Linked DNA regions of Anser cygnoides: region 1 is linked to region 2. A link is a contact called in public Hi-C data. All regions are on one chromosome and are shown on one strand. The core of a region is the stretch at or near the end of the contact, and the rest is flanking DNA. Distances in the headings are between cores, read along the strand shown. Region 1 overlaps SAR1B (secretion associated Ras related GTPase 1B). Region 2 holds the start of UBE2B (ubiquitin conjugating enzyme E2 B).

Region 1 (6,840 bases), core at 2,013-4,512, 140 kb after region 2:
CAGGACGAGGGGTGACAGTGTTAAACCAAAAGGGTGTTTCAGGGAAAAAAAAATCTTTACCGTGAGGCACTGAACGGGCTGCCCAGAGAAGCTGTGGGTGCCCCAGCCCTGGCAGTGCCCAGGGCAGGGGGTTGGAACCAGATGGGCTTTGAGGTCTGCTCCAACCCAAACCCTCCTGTGATTCTGTGATTTTTTTCCCCACACCTTCTTCCCCCTTCTTTTGCAATCTTGAGATGCAAACACTTTTCATTATTATTTTGCAGCAAGGATTGAAGTCTCAGCTGCACATCTGTTCTACAGAGGTTGTTTCAAAGCTGGGCCATACAAAAGTAAACATGTACGTGGTGATTTTTTTTTTTAATTTTTTTTAGACGCTGCTTTCGTGAAATGCTGTTCTGTCCACAAGGTGTGTAAGAAGTTATTATAGGATCTCACAGTGCCTTCCCTCTTATCCAGTAACATGCTGGGTGGTTTCTGGGCCTTACTGCTCGACCTACTTCCCTTCAGTAAACATCTTCCAGCAGCACGGTGTTCTGCAAGAAGTTCCAGTCCACTTTGTACTCCCCACGATGCGTAAGTCCAAAGCGATAGCTGGCCGGGTCAGACAAGGACGTCACCAGCACCGCTGCTGTGGAGCTTATTTCATGATTTCATGTTTACAGAGACATAAATAGCATTCATCCAGCAGTCACATGCGTGCGGATCTGTTACGCATTCCTCGCTGTCAAACAAACTTGCAGGACCTCAGTGAACTTCAGCCATGATGACTGGAGCTTTTTGTTTTTCCCTTGTTTCTCCCAAAATACCAGCAAATAAAATGAGTAAATCTTTTCCCGTTTCTCTCTTGCATTCTGTCTAACAATAGCTATGAAAATAAAAGCAGAATTTATTCTTTGGCAGAGGTACCCTTTACAGATTTCTTCTCTAGGACTTTAAATATCAAATTCGTAACAAAGAAAAATTCTCCCCACAGCAGCCTGGGGGAAAAAAAAAAAAGGCATATTGCTTTTTAAATTTAGGAGGCGATTCAAATTACAGATTAGGAAACTAAAAGATATTACAGAAGTGGTAACAGCAGATGGCAGGACCAGAAGAGGAGTAAAATAAAAGAACTATAAATCAAAACCAAGTTCTCTTTACAGACAAATTTTCAGGTGCAGACATCAAATCGACATACCTTCTTTTGGGGATGTTTGTCTGAGCTGCGCAGAGAGCCAGCTGTCAGACAGAGAGCCAGGAGTGGGAGCCAGCAGATAGGACACATTTTCTGAAAAATACTCAAGTAAACATCTCATTTCGTAGAAACACCCGTACCCCTTTCCACCAATTCTAAAAGCATCTCAGATGCCAGTAGCAAGGCATAAATTCTGAGAAAAGCCAAACTGTGCTATTAGCTCTGCCTCCTTCTGTTCTGCCTAAATACAGCTTCTCCAGGCAGCACCTAGAACTCCAGCTGCTTTCCCGGCTATAACTGCACGTCTGAACTTCTCCCACAGTATTTCCTGTAATTATTTATTCACCAGTAAAAGCTTTTATTTTCTCTACTGCAAATTCCTTTTTATTTTTATTTTTATTTTTATTTTTTTTACTTAGCACAGGCCTTCACTAAAAGTCCTTTGCAATTTCATGCTAATGCATCTCAGTAACAATATTTTGAAATGATTTATTTTAAATCCCTTGCGTGTATATATATATGTATACACATATATTTACATATTTTATATCTCTATATACTACACACAGAGGAAGGAATAGAAGAGTTACTTGGCACATATAGGAGCCTTCCTTTTACTGTTCCAATTTAGCTGAACCTAGACCAAGATCCTGCTCTAGGAAAGCAGTGAGAAAATGGCGTTCAGGCATTGGGCTGGAACCAATAATCTCGGCTGAACTCAGAATCCAGCTCTGGATGCCAACACCCACGAGAGAGCTTAAAATCCGGTCCTAAATTTTGCAGCTTTTGCGTATCTCTGGTCAGAAGTCATGTGCACGAAGGAAGTGCCCCCAGCCCCGTCCCTGGGGAACGCTCCCACCAGGGATCAGCAATTTGAAGTTACTCTGCAAAACCCTGTATGGTTTCTAAGCTGAATTGCAGGGTACCGGAAGGATTTCAGAAATAAGCCTGAGAAACCCCAGCATTACCGCCAGCATGCACAGGCTGATTGGAAACACAGCTCCCACCAGTTGCTGATTTCTCCCCTTTCATAAGCACCAGCGTTTCCAAATAGAGCCCTGGGACCAGCCCACAAACAAGCTGTGGCAGAGCAGCATCAGGAATCCCACTCCAGAGAATTTTCTCCCTCTTTCCTCACCGACCAGAGGACATCTTTCAACCCAGCTAATTTTTCCCTTCCTGCATCGCAGTTTCTCTCTCGGACAAACGGTGTGTGGACTAGCCAAGGCATTGCTCCATTGCAGCTTGCTGGTGGTGGTGGCTGAGAGCTCTCTCCATTCAGTGACCAAGCATGACATAATCCCTCTGGACCACATTTTCTTCACAGGTTAAACAAGGACAAGAGCTCTCTGCATCACCAGAATGGTGAGGCAGCATTAGCATGTAGAAAGTTTTGAGATCCTGAAATGAAAAATGCATCAAAGGGTGTAAAACATTACAAATTTCTTACTCAGATGGCACACTTGCCATAAGAAATGGGGTCATAAGAAAAGCAAGGGACACATTCTTATCATTATTTTACCATAACTGCTCACCACAATTTTCTAATTCTAGTTCTGAAGCAGACAAGTGCAAAATGATTTGGAAAAAATTAACTAAGGAGAGCACATACTTAGGACTGGAGAATAGTTCCTTATGACAGAAAACAACATGCTTTCCCGTGGGCTGTGTCAAACACGAGAGGCACGTAAGCAAACAGGGTGACAAACACCTAAACTCAGGGCATCCCCACTCGATACTGTCCCACCAACAGTGCAAATCCTAGAGGTCTGCCGAAATCTAAGACAGCTATCATTTGCCTGTAAAATTGGATCTTTCTACCTATTTTAAACCTGCAAGAAAGGAAACATCATCCTTTTATGCTGTTTTCTGAGTTGAGGATTTGATTCCATGCACACCTGAACAGAAATCCTAGCAAAGGAGAGGCTGAACGGTTATTATACCCAGCTGAAGAAACCCAAACTCAGCACTAGAACATGCACTGGGTCAGAACGCTTCTTCCTGGTCATGATTAATGTAATTTGTCAAGAACTACTTGCTTAAAACTCTTTTTCTTCAAATTCCAACTCAGAATTTTATTTTCTATTCCTGATACTTACATTTCAAGCATGGCATGTGATAATAACAATAAACACCACATCAAGAACATGTTTAAGACCACTTTCTCCTTCAGCTTTTCTTCTGCAGTTTATTATATAAATTATGCTTTTAAACATTTAGAGCACTCACATTTCAAAACAGAAAATGTTTAGTTCCACACTGAAATACTAGTGCAAAAGTGGTTTATCTAAGTGCAAATAAATTACACGTCCCCACTGACAGCCAGTGGATTAGGCTGTTTTAAATACGGCTTTTAAGTCCATAACTATTGATTACATTATTTACACGAACTCTGAGCATGTTGTAGTCAATAGAAATATTGGACTTTGGTTGGTAACAACCAAATATGCTGACAGTACAAACAAGAGAGAACAAGACAGAACAATTCTACTTAAAGTAGACCTGTGAATTCACTGGGACTGGAGAACAACAATATCATTTTTCTGAGATGACTTTAGTTATAAATAAGCAGATGTCAAATGCTCTATTTGATGTTCAATTCCAATTATTAAAATACAATAAAGCCCACACACATGCAGGTATTATATTCCAGTGAATGCCACAGGTCATCTTTGGCACATCGTATGACAGTACCTGAACACTGAATACAGCATTAGATAACACGCTTCATGAAATAATCTTGGTCTGGCAAGAGGACAAATAAAACGCAAAGATCCTTCCCATTTCCAATGCCAATAATTGTTGCTAAAGAATTTATTAAACCTAGACTGAAATATAGCAATGCCTCTCAGATAAACAGTACAAACTAAAACCAAAGTTTAATTAAATCCAAGCAGAATAAATCTTATTCGACTCACAGATGCTACTGTATGGGGTCACTGCAGTGAAATATGGGCCATTTTGTCAGTACTAGTTATTAATATCTTAGAAATCTGCATTCATTTCTCTTGAAGTGGTGATGTAAAAACAAATTTGAGACACCTCATAAATAACGTCTTTATTAATGGGTTTTCTTTTTCACATTCTTTAAAGTGATGTTTAATTGAAGTCTGCATAGTCAAGAGTGCAAAAAAAATTCATAGGAGTCAGACCCAGAGGTGAACGTTGCCCCCTCCCCTCTTTTTTTTTTTTTTTTATAAGTAAGACTGGTCGCAATCATAGGAATAAGTAACCTCTAGAAATAAGTGAACGGGGAGATGTAGAGGTGGTGGGGATGAAAGCCACCAGAAAAACTCTCACCAGTATATTTTTCTATTAATAAAGTCTTCACACAAAGACACACGACACCCATTCACATTCATGTGCACAGCAGAATGTAAACTACAGAAGAAATATTTCCTCTACCGAAGGAACAGTGAGATTATTTGTGTATTTAACCGAGTGTTGTTCAGCTGTTCCCACAATGGGAACCATTACAATACCAAGACAGAAAAACAAAAGGTCCAATTTCTTCATGCCCTTATTACAACCACATTTAAACTAGCATCTCACAGTATGAAACATGAAATCTGAGTAGTTCCATAACACTAAGAATTACCCTTAATACACACTTTTAAAGCAGTATACCTCTGTCCTTTTTTAACACTTTAAGACTATCATCCCTTTCTTTACTGCTCACGTTATTCACAGTTGGTTGAACAGCAGCTGAAGAGGACCCCAGTCTCTTCCAATGCCCACGGAATGGCTCAGCCTACGGAAGTGGTCTGCGGGCACTCCCCACCCCAGTGAGGAGCAGGGCAGCAGAACATCTCCACTTCCAGCTTCATTTCCATCGGTACAGGCAGCACAGTCCCGAGTCTCCCATAGCAATGTCACTGTATGACTGCAAAAAGTATTTTTAATATTTACACCATCTACTGATTTAGCTGTTGCATTGTAACCGTTATCAGAAAAATCTAGAGAGGGGGAAAAAAAAGGCATGTCCCCAAGTGTAACTGCCGTAGGTAGCAACGACTCGCATGTCGTCCACACTGGTAAGAGGCTGCTTCTGATCTACAGTTTTGTCTTATGCAATACAGAGGCACTACTCTGCAGCAGAGTTTAAATGCAGAATTCTTTCACATCGGTCTCTTGGAAAAGCTATCAGATATCCTCACTTCTGAACTTCACCATGAACAAACTAGGCTTAACGCTTCTATAAGACTGCTGTAACAAATGTCAGCTATAATCTATATTAGTTAGGTTCTGAATTATTGATCTTATTCAGAAGCATAACGTAGGACTGCGGGGAACTAATCATCAATATTCAATCATACAAGTCCAGATCTGGGCAAGAAGTACATCTCTTTTATTCTATAGGCTTTGAAAAGGTCCAAATTTCTATTTTTTTTAAAGCCTATAGGCTTTAAATCCAAGAGACAAGCCCAGTAGTTCAAGAGAGAAAATGAAATCAAGGCAGACAAATATACCTTTGCAGCTAAGGATATTGAAAACATAGGGCCTAGAGTATTTTAAAGAAGACCTACAACTGCGAGGAGAAGTAGTCCCTGTCCTGGGATTCAGTAAGAATATTTGTAGCAGTTCTTAGTTTCACAAGGGTGAAACACACTACATGGTGAAAGTCAAACCCACCACAGTGAAACAACGATTCCCAGGCTGAAACCCTACCTTCATTAGCTACATCACAGAGGAAAACATCCTGCTGCACACAGAAACACAAATAACAGTTCCATGGCAATGTCAGCTAGTGTCAACAAGAAGCTGATGGATACACGTTTCACCACTCCTTCTTAGAAAATAACCTGTCCTCTCCTCAGGGAGCTAATGCACTGGGAGATGGGGAAAAAACAGTCAGAAGTCTGGAAAACAAACACTGAAGATAATGAAGTTTTACCCCAGAAACAAGCCACTTGGGCATCCAACGACTGTTATATTGACTAAGCTTCAGGGCAAAACTGTAGAAAAACAATTCACCTTAATCCAAATCAAAACACCAAAAATAGAATTGTCCGACTGGGTGTGGGCTGATAAATTTTCACAAGCAACAACAGCAATTTTTTTTTCCTGGCAATTTCACTGATAAATCTTCTGGCAGAATCCAAATCTAATTAAACTGAGAACAGAATAATTTAGTGCAGTACCTTTCTTAATTTCTTCAGTAAAATTTGTATTTTTTGTCACTTCAGGGGTTTAATTCAAGGTACCAGTAAAGTAAGACCACTTTTGACATTAGTTCATGATTTGCATTGACACAGATTTTGTATTTTTTAAAGGTGGTAGTTATAAGGGCATCGGATTAGAGTTTTCTTCTAGTAATGCAAGATCCTAAAATAAATGCAATTTGGTAGTCTGAAGGAAACACCTTACTCCTTAACACACAATGAAACTACTTTGTGGCCTTCTGTGTTTCAGGAAAATATCCCCCATATTCAGATCATTAGACAGCCTCACTAGTTAAGACACATTAAAATGAAACATTTTCCATTAAAGTCGCCAAAAACTGGATTTAAATTTATTGCATGACGTTGCATAAGAAAGTATATTATTGAAAACTGTAAGGCATCATGCAATTATCCATCAGCTAATTATTTATTATTCGTTGAAAGATGGTTATATACTCTAAAGTTATAAAACCAGTTTCAAAAAAGTACATAAAAAAATTTAAC
Region 2 (7,750 bases), core at 4,287-6,786:
GTACAAATGCACATCCACGTATTCGACTGCACTAATAGGAAAAAGCACACTGCATTTTGACAAAGTACTGTCATCTTCTGCTCACGTAAAACTGTTTTACAAATGTAGTATATAAGCCGTGAAGTCGTAACTCAGCTCAGCCAAGTGCTTCTGAATGTATGCATTTCTCGCATCCTAAACCTCCCTGCCCATGTAAATGGCAACGTAACAAATGAAATTCACTTTGCAGAACTGAAAGGCCTCCTGCACGTCTCGGGTGCAGTGCTTCTGGGGCAGTGCTCGGGGAGATTCGCTGCACGGGGAAGCGGCACACCCCTCAGCAGGTTTCGCTTCCAGATTTCTGTTGGTTAACACAGTCTGCGGTCGTTTCGTATTAGATAGATGATTCTTCATTGGTGGGGTTATAAATGCACACAATTACTAGTAAAGAAGGTTATGAACTTTGATAGTAAGAGTTCCTCTAAGATATGTGGACTGTATCTGCCAGTACGACAGTGAGCTGGGGATATTTTCTGTGCCTTTTTAGGATGCTGGACTCGAGGAAGTACCACCCTGACAAAGCTGGGCTCCTTATGAAAATACCCTGAAGGTGAGGTGTCAAACTGCTCGAAAAATGGTACATCATAATCAGGTAATACATCAGCTGGTGAAAACAGATATAAAGATTGCATACCGTGTTCTTAGACTAGCATCCTCATGGGGATGGCTGAAACACATTTAAAATCTCTCATCAAAAAGCCTGCTCTCTTCACGTCTGAAATGTATCCAAGCACGCAGCACTGCTGTGCTCCTCGCTGTACTTCCTCTCTCGGAGGAGGATACATAAATGCAGATCCTTCCAGCTGACTCATTCTGCACTGTAGACTGTATTTGAGGTTTGAGAATAAAGGAATTATCTGTGCTTATTAAGCTATTTACCTCCATGTTTATAGTTCAACATTACCAGAATAGCTGCTGCAGTGTACTGTTATTATTGACAGCAATCGATACCTAGCAGTATGAATGAGAGCATAAGGAGTGGAATTACCACTCTTCTCTGCAATTCCAAACCTGCTCTGTAGAATTTGATAATATTCAGTGGATGATAGCAGAATTTTATAAAATGCAAAATAAAATATTTAGTGGGAACTAATTACACACTTGGAGGGGAAAAAAAAAGCAACACACCAGTTCCAAGTTACCATGTTGTGAACCACGCGCCCTTGTCCCAGAAGGCCTGCACCTTCTGTCGGTCTTCGTGTAACCCTCATCCCCTGATAACCACAGGGGTCAGCACCAGCAGTTCCGGGCACTTTTGATATGAGTAATGTGTCAAATCATGGGCAGGGCAAGCTGGCACAGATTAACTAGGAGTCTAATAGATTACCATCTTCTAGAGACTTGTAGAAAATCATGAATAATCTGGTTTATACAATAACAGTGCTGAATTTAAAAAGAAACCTTGTGCTGCTTTCGCGCAGTCTGAAACCAGACCTTAGAATATCTTCGACCTTATGTGTAGAGACATTATAGGTCACCATTTTAATTTAGTTTCTATACTATTATTTTCCTTTTGCTGGATGTTACATTGCATGTAAAAGTTCATGGTGTATAACCTGAAAAATAAATAACCAGAAATCCATTTAATACGAAGCAGGTTTTGTTTGTTTTTTTAGAAAAGGCAATTCTCAGGGCATGAAAGGATGGACTTTCAAGAAAACCTCTCCTGCTACAGCAGAATTGACTCTGTGAGCCGCAGAGTGCCCTAATTTCCCAAAGTCATCCACGTCCTAATGCTACTACAATTAGCAACTGCTTAATGTAGGTGATGAGAGACAGAAGCATTTCTGCACAGCACCCTGCCTATCAATGGCAGGACAAAACAGCAGTGATTAACAGAGATGAGACAGTACAAAAAGAAGGACAAGATGGGAGCAGGGCAGGACCAGCAAGCTACTGCAACAGCAGGGAAGACAGTTGGTAAAGTGGTTGCTTAGCAAAATGGACTGGCTCAAAATTAAAGTAGTAATCATTTTTAGCTTTTCAGAATTTCAGAGATGGGTCCAAATAGTCCCTAGTAATACTGCTAGTGCCCAAATACTCCTCTGATCGTCCAGTCAGATGTCACGTTACTGTGTTGTTTCGACTCTGCAGATCGTTTCAGTTGGAAGTCTTAAACTATTATTATGAAACAAAACCTGTTTCTCAATAAATAATTAAACTTTCAATATCTGAAAGTTTATCTATGAAGCACTACAAGGAGTAAGAATCTCGATCTGAAAGCAATAACATTTATTTAATGTTCAGTCTTGCAGGTGAGTTATTCAATTGAATCAGAGTACGCTAGGGTGAGAGCTGGTGGCTCCAGCTAGGAGAAAATCCAAGGTGATGGATGTCCTGACCAAAATTCTCGCAGAAAATTCGTGGAAATACGTCCCAACTCAAATGTTCCTATGGAGCTTTTACGGGAGATCTCCCCGCTGCACCATGAACAATCCCTCTTCTGTTTGGGGATGGCACAGCGCTGGTATAAGGAGTACACCACCCCTTTTGTGGCCAGTGTGCGCTCAGTATCCTGGGAAGAGAGCCAGAGCAACGTGATGTAATCCACAGCTGACAAAAAACGCCACCTGGGGAAGCCGGGGCAGCACGCAGTCTGAGCCACGAAGCTGACCTTTGGATTAAAGAAGAAGTGGTGGCCTTTCAGCCAGTTCTGCTTTCTGTCTGCTGGCCTGACGTAGCCGGGGTTCCGCCTCACGGAGAACACGCACAGCTTGCTAAGGTCACGCAGGGAAGTGCCTTTGTACAGAGGTACACGCGGTGACAGCACCCCGCAGTCAGGGTATTTCATAGCTCACCAGCGTTCACACGTGCCCTTCCACTATTTGCTTGAAACAGACCGTTCCCACGAACGTCAAAACTTTCTCCCCAAATTTGAATTTTACTCTAGGGGAGGTATTCCCCCTGCTCCTAGGGGAGAGGCAGGTGTGGTGGCCCTGGGCTTCGCTTGTCGGTGGTGTGCCCCTGAGTAAACCAAGTAAATACTTGCACACTGTGCTGGAGTATATTCAAGGAATAATTGTTAGAAGAGCCAGATATTTTGGGAGCCCCACACGTGGTTGTTTTCTGCAGGGTGCTTTTCTGAGGGCTTGAGGTGGGCCCAGAGGCAGTAACGGGCTCAGGGGCTGGGGCTGGGGCTGGCAGCAGGGAGGCACTGGGGGTAAACCCCTCAGTTCTCCTCTGTACTTCGGCACCACTTACTTGCTTCTGTAAAGGAGCTAAGGGTGAGAGCAAGTCAGTCACTTCTTTGCCACCTGCCCTTCTCTTTGCTCCCGAGCGTTTTGGGGAGAAAGGCGGCCTGCTGCAGAGCAGCGAGGTACCTGGCACAGCACGGTACCCGGGGCGCTCCTCGGCTGCTGCAAGGAGCGAGAACAAAAGTGGTGTCTAACAGGTGACTCAGCTTGTTCATTTCCCTAAGTTTGGAGTCGTGGGTTTGGCTGATGTTAATGCAGACATCTCCTCCCAGAGGGACACAGCGGCATGAAAGAGTGAGTGACCCGGAAAAAGGAATCATGATGTTACCAGGAGCATGGACTGCTCTAACAAACAGGAAAGCACGCAGCTCGCTTCATTCTTACTTCTCAAGCTTCTCATCTTATGAAGGGACAAAGTTATTTGAGAAATGCTCTGGTTTTACAAAAATTCTACACAAATATGTTTATTAAAGACTAAGATGGAATGGCTGTGCTGCAAAGTGCCGCCTTTCTGTGTAATGTATTCCTTTATCAAATATCATTTCTGGGGAGAAACAGGAATCAAAAACACAACTAGAAAGAAATTTCTGATGAGCAAGTTTTTTTCACCTACATATTCCATGCAATCAACAGGACAGAAATTGCAGCTGGTTCTTCAGAGGGGAAAAAAACCTAAAGCTTTCAATTTTCCTAATGAAGTTGCCAGCCACACCTGTTTAACTGCCAAGTAAGACTGAAAAGAAAACTTTAAATTAGATAATGCCAACACCCGTGAGGCCATCCTGGTGGGTATGGCTTTGTCCAAGCCCACCGTGTGGCCCAGGAGGAGGACAGATGATCAGTGCCCTCTGCTGCGAGCACTCGGCGTGCTCGGCTGCTCGTGCGCTGCCAGCCCTGCTGCGGGTGAGCCTCCCAGCTGCTGCGGAAGGGCCTGGAGCTGGCCTGCAGCAGGCTTCTTCCAAAAATAATAATTTAAAAATAAATAAAGATGATGGGCTTGGTAAGGGCTTGGCTGATGCCTGCGTTCAAGGAAGCAGCAGAAGGGAAGCTTTAAGGAAGCTGCTGTGACCTCTTGTTTCTTTTGCTCTTCCCCAGTGGTATCAAAGGAGAAGAAATACTGTTGCTGTTGCGATCCTGCTGAAAAGGTTCTGGAGTCCAGTGGAAACGATGTGGGATTTCAGAATTAACTCTTCTGTTCGGTGCCTGTGAGGGGCATTTCCACGCAGCTGGTGGCTGCCCCCAGGAGAGGTGTGGAGGTGCTTTGGGGTGGGTGTGTTGGGGGTGACTCGAGCAGCCCTTTGGGTAGGGGATGTGCTCGCTGCCAGGCCCGGGAAGCTGCGGCAGGGCGCATGTTAACAGCGGAATAGCGAGTGATGTTGAACTGCTGTTAATTATTTATACAGGTCCAAGCTTGCGCTTGGTTTTTACAGTCTACTTTCTCCCTTCTGAATTAGCTGGAGCTAAATATAAACTGCAAAAAGCTGGAGGACCAGCGGCGGCATGTAAAGTTGAAGCACGTGTGTGGGGAGAAGGAGGCAACTCGGGCCGAGAGGGCTGCGTGGTGGGAGCCGTTTCTCAGGAGCGCGGGGAGCCGCGTGCTGGTGGCCGGGGAAGGATCGCTCCTTGCTCCTACGCCTCCAGAGAAAGCTTGCTGCCTTGCAGCGTCAGGCTTTGTGCGAGTTCTTACGCGTGTACCTCACTTCAAGCATGTTTTCACTGAAGTGGGAGAAGGGGTTACAATTTTGGGTTGATGCCCTTGAAGGGTAGGTTCTTGAGCTGCCAGGCCGGGTGTGGGTACCCAGGGCAGCCCCTTCCCGAAGGCAGCCGGTGCCAGCGGGCTGCTGAAGCGCGGCTGTGGCACGAGCCGTGGGAAGAAGGCGCTTTGGGCCTTTGGGCTGGACTAAGCCTGCGATCGGTGCTCTGTGAGAGCATGACAGCAGGACGAGGACATTCATTTGTGGCGCTTCGTTACGGGTCTTGTGGCGTTTTTGTGACCTCCCAAAACGCGAGCCCAGAGCAGGGCAGCACACGCAGAGCAAAATCCCGCTTCTGGGGCTGGCTCCCGAGCCTCCACGTGCGAACTGGGCCAGGGCCTCGAAGCGGCAGGCTGCAGCGATGGCGCTAAGCAAAAACGAGGGGGAAAAAACCCAAAACCTGAGGTGAGGCCGGGCAGCGCCCCCCCCCCCCCCGCGGCAGCTCAGTGGGCCGTGCCGCGGGGCGCCCCCCTCCCCCCCCCCGGCGGTGGGCATGGAACGGGCCGAGCGCTCCCCCCGCCTCCCTCCCTCCCTCCGCGTGACGTCACGGGCCCGGCGGCGCGGCCCGCCCCCCGCGGAGGGAGACGCCATTGCGGGTTGTTTGTGCGGGCGGCGGCGGGAGGCGGTGCTGCGGCCCGGGGGGACTGTGCTCCGCCGCCATCATGTCCACCCCGGCGCGGCGCCGGCTGATGCGCGACTTCAAGAGGTGAGGGGGGGGGGCGGAGGTGTGTGTGTGGGGGGGGGGACGGGGTGTCCCCTCCTTTCCTCTCAGCCGCTGCCCCCTTGGGGTTGGGGGGGCGGGGGCTGGCTGGGGCCGAGGGGATTGGGGCTCCCCTCAGGTTCTGCCCCCCCCCCCCTCAGTTCTGCCCCCCCACCCACCCAAAAGGTTCTGCCCCCCCCCCCCCAGTTATGGCTCCCTCTTCAAGTTCTGCCCCCCCCCTCAGTTCCCCCCCCTCCCCTCAGTTATGGCCCCTCCCTTCAAGTTCTGCCCCCCCCCCCCCCTCAGTTCTGGGTTCCCCCCTCAGTTCTCCCCCCCCCCCCCCCCCAAGTTCTGGGTCTTCCCCGCCCCCCCCCCCCTCAGGTTCTGGGGTCTCCCCTTCAGGTTCTGGGCCCCCCCCCTCAACTTCCCCCCCCCCTCAAGTTTGGGTGTCTCCCCCCCCTCAAGTTCTGGGCCCCCCAAGCTCTGCCCGCCCCCCCCTATTTCTGGGCCCTGAGACCACCCCAGAACCGGGGGGCGCAGGGCCTGGTGCCGCCCAGCCCAGCCCAGGGCCCCCCCCCTTTTGCAGGCAGCAGGGGTCCCTGTGCCACGCACCCGGTGCCGCAGCAGTGGTTATTAGCTGGGGGCTTTTAATTGGTAATGGCTGCACCACAGGCTCGGGGATAACTTACTTCCTACGTCTGCCATGTAAACACGGCCGTAAAGCGGAGCGTGGAAAAAGTCGGTGTGTGGTTTGGGGTGGTTTTTGTTTTTTTTGGTAAACCTGGCAGCGTGTCGTGGGATCGCTCCGGGCCGGAGCGGCTCCCAAGTTGCTGGAGGTGAGTCAGCTTTGATAGCGTCTCTTTTTTTAGCGGAGCCCGTCTTACACCAGGACCTGAAAATACATCGGTAAACAGTTGACGTGTATTGTGTGGCGCTGGGCTGCGTGGCTGCCCAGAGCCGCGGTGCCAAAAGGCCTGATCGGCCCAAAAAAGTTGGGATTCGTGAGGTGCAGGCCCTAATTCTCGGGTTTTGTTCGGGTGTTAGTGTTTGGTGGCTGGTGGTCCTCGATTCCCGTTCAAATCACAACAGGATACTCGTTGTTTTCTAATGTTGTTAGGCTGCACAAGTGACCAAACATCAGTGATTCCTTCAGGGAGAAGGACTAGGTAGTGTTTCAAGACAGCGATCAGACTTTTTTATGATCTTGTGATCTCAGAAGGGCTGACTTGATAATTCTGAAATTTAAGGTGGAGAAGACTAAAGCCATGGAGGGGTTTAACCAAGTGAGCACAGCGAAACATGGACCACGTGCACATTTATTTATTGAATATTTGACCACTTTAATGCCCAAAAACGTACTCAGCTTTCTCATTGTCAGTTCTTTACTTCTCTCCTTCCTACCCCTAAGTTATATTTTTATTTAGCCTTATGTTACTCTTACCTCATACTAAAAAACAGACTGTGCGCCATGAACTGTGATTCACTTTGTTAAATATAAACTCCTTTTGCATGCTGCAATTGTCAAGAGTCGTGGAGGGCGAGCAGTCCAGCAGATCTTGTATCATCTGATTTACCTAAACCATCAGAGAGAGAGGTTATTTTTTAAATATATTTGCTGTTAAAAAAGGGGCAACAAATACATTTCCCCTAACAATTTTAAAGGCTTTCCCGGCCCTGTGCGGATCAATTTAGCCTCCAGTCTTTGCCACAACCCCTCGGGAGTCAGACCTTTTGGCAGTAGGGCGCAGACGAGCTTTTTGAATCGATCCGAAACCCGGAGCCATCGTCCGGCCCCGCTGGTGGGGCTGAGCGCTCCGGCATCGTCCCTGGCACGCGGGCTGGCACGGGAGAGGTTCCTGCTCCTGACCAAAGCAGTAGGTGGTTTGTGCTGTGGGTACTGAGCTGCCTCAACTGCGTGTGCCCACAGCAGGGATGTGAACGCGGCTCGGAGGGGATCCGGCCTGCACGCTCAGCGGTGCCCCAGAGGATGGGCAGCAGGAGGGTGCGTAGTTCACGGAGCTGTCAGTGCGCGGTGTGCTTTTCCTAGGCCAAGGGTTAAGGAA

Evidence for each region. Hi-C and Micro-C count contacts between places; a contact is called where the count stands out from the background.
Region 1: a Hi-C map of liver shows a contact between it and region 2, with 2.2 times the contacts expected there. The contact joins the enhancer-like site here to the promoter of UBE2B in region 2. A contact is called at or near these places in 5 of 7 Hi-C or Micro-C datasets (fetal liver, granulosa cells and liver).

The regions. Positions count from the first base shown.
Region 1 is chr14:3,212,504-3,219,343 of Taihu_goose_T2T_genome, forward strand. SAR1B (secretion associated Ras related GTPase 1B) reads right to left here. Exons shown (of 7, transcript XM_067005585.1): 7 at 3,325-6,840. Among named protein-coding and RNA genes, the nearest start is that of SAR1B, 17 kb to the right of the region's middle. Within about 2 kb of position 3,263, at least 1 of the 3 cell types and tissues checked has open chromatin away from gene starts, as enhancers often do. A contact at or near this core is called in liver, where this site is marked.
Region 2 is chr14:3,072,799-3,080,548 of Taihu_goose_T2T_genome, forward strand. It overlaps UBE2B (ubiquitin conjugating enzyme E2 B), which reads left to right and starts at 5,537. Exons shown (of 6, transcript XM_067005580.1): 1 at 5,537-5,693. The coding sequence starts at 5,650. LOC106032770 (a long non-coding RNA gene) reads left to right here. Exons shown (of 4, transcript XR_010834967.1): 3 at 527-631; 4 at 4,329-5,357.